2 separate regions of the Sus scrofa genome follow, and region 1 is linked to region 2. The links are chromatin contacts, called in public Hi-C maps. All regions are on one chromosome and are shown on one strand. The core of a region is the stretch at or near the end of the contact, and the rest is flanking DNA. Distances in the headings are between cores, read along the strand shown. Region 1 has its middle 11 kb from the start of CEMIP. Region 2 overlaps ARNT2 (aryl hydrocarbon receptor nuclear translocator 2).

Region 1 (2,805 bases), core at 13-2,512, 300 kb before region 2:
GCTTTACGTCTGCCAGGCAGAAAAGAGATGAAGAGAACTCTTTGAGCAGTGCCTTAATTTTCCTGAAATGCAAATATGGAGCTGCCGACTAAACACACTCTGCTCCCAATGGTATTGTGGAAATAAAAATGAATTAGTTGATCTTTGGAGAAAGATTCCCTAACATCTAGAACCAAGACAAATCATGTTTACTCTATTCACCTTCTGAAAACAGGTTATTGTACAACAGATGCTATAGTTAAGTAATCAAAATTTATTCCATCTGTGGACAAATATTTGTGGAGCGCCTATTATTCTATTGAGGTGCTCAAGGCACCAGGAATACAGCAGCTGATGAGACGACTGTATTTCTGATCCAGTGGCATTTACACTCCAGTGGTACTGGGATAATAGGCAGTGAAATACTAATAAAAGCAAACGTAAAAGGAAAATCAATCAGAGTAAGGGTGGGCAGGAGAGTGGTGGTGATGGAGACTATGTTTATAGGGAAATGGGAAAGACCTTTCCAAGTGCGTGATTTTTGAGCAGAAAGCTGAATCAAGGATCAAACCTGAGCCACAGCAGTGACAATGCTGGATACTTAACTGCTAGGCCACCAGGAAACTCAGAGGAAGATCATGTTTTGACATCTGTTTTGGAAGGGAGGCTCTAGCTGTAATTTCTTTGTAGTGATTTTTTTCGTTTTAAGGCTGTACCTGTGGCATATGGAAGTTCCCAAGCTAGGGGTCGAATTGGAGCTGCCGCTGCCAACCTACACCACAGCCACAGCAATACCAGATCCAAGCCTCATCTGTGACCTACACCCCAACTTTTGGCAATGCTGGATCCTTTAACTCACTGAGTGAAGTCAGGGATTGAGCCTGCATCCTCATGAACACTATGTTGGGTTCTTAACTTGCTGAGCCCAAACAGGAATTCTGTTTTTTTTTTTAATCGTGGTAAGATGTACCATCTTAACCAGTTTAAAATGTACAGTTCAGCAGTGTTCGGAATATATTCAAACTGTTGTGCAATCTGTCTGCAGAGCTTTTCCATCTTGCAAAAAGGAAATTCTGTGTCTATTAAATAACAGCTCCCTGTTCCCCCCCCCCCGCTCTGTTCCCCCAACCACAATTCTACTTCCTACTCTATGAATCTGACCACTTGTTAAATAGGAGGCGTACAAGAGTCATCTTTTTTTGCAACTGGCTTATTCTTCTCAGCATAATGTCCTCTAGTTTCATGCAAGTCAGGACTTCTCTTTTTAAGGCTGAGTGACATTCTATTCTATGGATATGCCACATATTGCTTACCTCTTCATACGCTGATGGACATGTGGGACTTTTTGGCTATTGTGAATAATGCTGCAATGAACATGAGTGTACAAAGATCTCGTCAATATCCTGCTTTTGATTCCTTTGGCTATATATGCAGAAGTGGGATTGTTGTGTCATATATGGTAGTTCTCTCTCTGTCTGTCTGTCTGTCTCTCTCTCTCTCTTTTTTTTTTTTTTTTTTTGCTTTTTAGGGTTGCACCTGCAGCAATGGAAGTTCCCAGTCTAGGGGTCAGATCGGAGTTGCAGCTGTTGGCCCACGCCATAGCCATAGCAATACTAGATCTGAGCCACGTCTGCAACCTACACCACAGCTCAGGGCAATGCCGGATCCTTAACCCACTGAATGAGGCCAGAGATGGAACCCGCATCCTCATGGATACTAGTCAGATTTTTTACCACTGAGCCACAGTGGGAACTCTGGTAGTTCTCTTTTTAATTTTTTGAAAAATGCCATATTATTTTTCAAAGTCTCTGCATCATTTGACATTCTCACCAATAGTGTACAATCCCTAAAAATGCTTGCCAATCCTTGTGATTTTGTTTTTTGTTTTGTTTTGTTAATAGTGGCTATCCTAATGGGTGTGAAGGGATGTTTCATCAAGGTTTTATTTTTTATTTTTATTTTTTATTTATTTTTATTTTTTTGTCTTTTTAGCTATTTCTTGGCCCCTCCCGCAGCATATGGAGGTTCCCAGGCTAGGGGTCGAATCAGAGCTGTAGCCACCGGCCTACGCCAGAGCCACAGCAACGCGGGATCCGAGCCGCGTCTGCAACCTACACCACAGCTCACGGCAACGCCGGATCGTTAACCCACTGAGCAAGGGCAGGGACCGAACCCGCAACCTCATGGTTCCTAGTCGGATTCGTTAACCACTGCGCCACGACGGGAACTCCAAGGTTTTATTTTTTAAATATTTATTTTTTTTTTAATTTTTTTTTTTTTTTTTTTTTTTTTTTTTTGCTTTTTAGGGCTTCATCTGCGGCATGTGGAGGTTCCCAGGCTAGGGGTCAAATCGGATCTGTAGCTGCCGGCCTACACCTCAGCCTAGCAACGCAAGATATGAGACTTTTCTGTGACCTACACAGATCACGGCAATGCCGGAGCCTTAACCCCCTGAGCGAGGCCAGGGTTCAAACCCCCAACCTCACGGTTCCTAGTCGGATTCGTTTCTGCTGCATCAGGATGGGAACTCCTCATCGAGGTTTGGATTTGTGTTTCCCTAATGGTTAGTGACCTTGAGCGTCTTTTCATGTGCTTGCTGGTCATTTGTACGTCTTTGGAGGAATGAGCAGTGAATGCTTCTCTGACCTGCCAGGACGTTGTCTCACACCAAGGCAGTTTAGAGCTCTCACTGCAGGGATTCTTCGGTAGCATCTACTAAGCTCGTAAATGTTTGGTGCGATCGGCCCGTGATATATTTTCTTCCACGAGCAGGTTACTTCCAAAGGAAGAGCTACACATACATCAAAGTGTTTAACTGGGGCTGGT
Region 2 (2,746 bases), core at 46-2,545:
CTGAAAATGACACCTGGGAGATAAGCACCAAAGAGTCTGCTCGGGGAGCACTGTGCCTTTGCGGAGCCGCAGAACCACACTGCCACCCAGTGTTCATCATGGGTAAGAGCGACTCTGCTGTGGACACGAGGCTTAATAATACCCTGGGCTGTCAACAGTTGCATGTGAAGAAAAAGAAATCGCATTTTCAAAATTCCAATGGATTTATGCAAGCCTTGAGCAAAACCTCAAGTGGGTGTGAGATGTACAGTTATCTTTAAAATGCCTTTCAGCTCAAATTGATATGAGTGTGATAATCTGGCTCCTGCGAGACGCCATTTATTAGTCAGCGGTTCCTCCTCAGCCTGCATGATCTTTGGGGCATTTAGGGTGACCAATCGTCCTGATTTTCCCCGACTGAGGGATTCGTGAGGTAGAGGACCTCAGTGTTAAACCTGGGAAAGTCCCGGGCCAACTACACAGATAGTTGGTCCCCGTGGTTTCCGTAAGGACAGCTCAGGTCTGTGCCCGGTCCTCATGCAGCAGGCAGATGGGGAGGTGAGGCACAGGGCAACTGGTCCCAGCTGGGACCAGGTCAGCCCACCTGAGCAGAGGGTATAAGAGAGGATGGCTGGGCTCTGGAGCCAGAGTTTTCTAGGGGCTGTGGAAAACGTAGCAGGATTTGTCTGTGAAAAATTAGGGACCACAAAACTGTGCCTTCCCGGCTGTGCAGATGCTGCAGTCACATCTCGTCCTTCTGAAAAGTGTGACATGGAGATGGACTCAGGAGAGAAGTCAGGACATAACAAATCCTCAGGGTCACTCACTTGACCCCCAAAGCAGGCTCACTGCTCACAGGCCACACAGAGAAAATCAGCTTCTGAGGACAAAGGAGCTTTTGGAGGAGTGCTTGCAAAAGGCTGCCTCCGGGTCTTCTGCCACCACGGCAAATGCGCCGCTGTGAACATGACCGCAATAGCTATGTTTATTTCTTCTGCTATAAAACCTCTGAGTAAATCATCTCTTATTTTATGTCTTTTCTGTGTCTCAACTACACTGAAACATCTGGATAATAAAAAGGAAAAATCAAAATATGACTTTTAAGTCCCGTTGTGTTCACCTTAAAGAATTCGGTACAATAAGTGGATAACAAAAGAGTCCTCCAACGGTGGTTTGAAATGCGTTTTACCCGTCAATTTACATGAATAAAAAGCTGTGCAAGTCACTTCGGAGCCTGCCCCTGGTTAAGAGTGAGGGATGTGAATCTGCCCTACAGTGACTGTGTCATAATAATAATGATGCATCATCAACGATGAGTCACCAAGCGATTCACTTGTGCTCTCATGAGAAAGGATGTGAGGCCGTGCCAGTGAGGCTGGCTCTAGAGCAGCAGCAAAGGAGTGACCCCGGGCCAGCTCATAATATCTGCTGACAAAAAGGGAAGTGACATGGGTGCCGGCAAATGTCCTTTCTTCAGAGCCTGGATCAGGCGGCTGGGGCTATAGCGACATCACGGCATAAATGCAAACCCAGCCGAATACCTGCTTATGTGCTGTGAACTGTATTTAACCACAGTCCAGCAGCCGTGGGGTTACACCGGAGGGCAATACCAGTCTGCTGGCTGTGCACACTTTGGAAACCGTCTGCCTCAAGAATGATATTTGAGAAGCCCAGCATTTGATTCCAAGGCAGTGGGAAGGTGCTGGTACATCCAGGTACCACAGCCTCCCTCCTCCCTCCTTAAGGGCTGGCTCTGGGGCACAGCCGCTGTCTAATCTAATCACAGCCACTTCCCAGTCACTGTAAAAGCACCCATGTGCGAGTTCCCTTCATGGCTCAGCGGTTAATGAACCCGACTAGCATCCATGAGGACGCAGGTTCAATCCCTGGCCTCGCTCAGTGGGTTACGGATCCAGCGCTGCCATAAGCTGTGATGTAGGTCGCAGATGCAGCTCGGAACTGGTGTTGCTGTGGCTGTGGTGTAGGCTGGCAGCTGCAGATCTGATTCGACCCCTAGCCTTGGAACCTCCATATGCTGTGGGTGCGGCCCTAAAAAGGCAAAAAAAAAAAGGGAAAAAAAGGCATCCATGGGCCCTGTGGGTGCCCCCCCCCCATCCCCTCCCTGAGATCAGGGCATTCTTGACAAAGATGCAGTCCAGGTGACTTGCTTCTGCTCTTTTCTCTCACACATGTGGAATCACTTTTCAAAGAATCTGAAACTTCTGAACCTTCACCTTGTGTCCCCACTGCTAGCAGAGCACGCAGCTGGCTAAGACGCCGACTGGGGAAGGCTGTCCGGGGAGTGGAAAGAACATTCAGCCCAGAGGATCCAGGGCATCGGGCCAGGCATGTGGCCGGGGATCCAAACCCCACGAGGGGTCAGTTCTACTCGGCTCGGAGACACTGGGGCGGCCTGGGTGGTTATCCTGGGAAGCTGGGACATGTTCCCTCCGCCAAAATAACCAGGTCAGAGTGGGAGGACCTAGGCAGGGACTGGGGGGGTGGGGGGTGTAAGGTCTGTGCCTCCTCCTGTTTCCCCTCTCCCTCCACCCCCCACTTTGTCTCTCCTTCTCTCCCTCTGTGTGTCTCCAACTGCGCCCCACATTTGCTCGCGGAGAGGAAGAAAAGCAGCGAGGCGGTGACCAGGGCGTGTGGACAGACATGCCCTGTGCAGGAGCAGGGGCCCCACCTTGGGGTGGCCTGTTTTTTGCTGAATGCGCTGTCCATCAGGGTCTCCTTGGTCCTCAGTGTATGGGCTGTGGTCAGA

What was found. A called contact is a pair of places that touch in the nucleus more often than the background predicts.
Region 1: a contact with region 2 is called in a Hi-C map of retroperitoneal adipose tissue, with 2.2 times the contacts expected there. The contact joins two enhancer-like sites. A contact is called at or near these places in 2 of 5 promoter capture datasets (fetal skeletal muscle and liver), 23 of 47 Hi-C or Micro-C datasets (alveolar macrophages, brain, embryonic fibroblasts and 14 more) and 1 of 2 datasets of contacts at active chromatin or transcription factors (alveolar macrophages).

The regions. Positions count from the first base shown.
Region 1 is chr7:49,609,633-49,612,437 of Sscrofa11.1, reverse strand. No RefSeq gene overlaps it. Among named protein-coding and RNA genes, the nearest start is that of CEMIP, 11 kb to the left of the region's middle. Within about 2 kb of position 1,262, at least 3 of the 83 cell types and tissues checked have an H3K27ac peak or open chromatin away from gene starts, as enhancers often do. A contact at or near this core is called in alveolar macrophages and retroperitoneal adipose tissue, where this site is marked.
Region 2 is chr7:49,307,285-49,310,030 of Sscrofa11.1, reverse strand. The region is part of intron 2 of ARNT2 (aryl hydrocarbon receptor nuclear translocator 2); the gene reads right to left. Among named protein-coding and RNA genes, the nearest start is that of ARNT2, 50 kb to the right of the region's middle. Within about 2 kb of position 1,295, at least 19 of the 83 cell types and tissues checked have an H3K27ac peak or open chromatin away from gene starts, as enhancers often do. A contact at or near this core is called in alveolar macrophages and retroperitoneal adipose tissue, where this site is marked.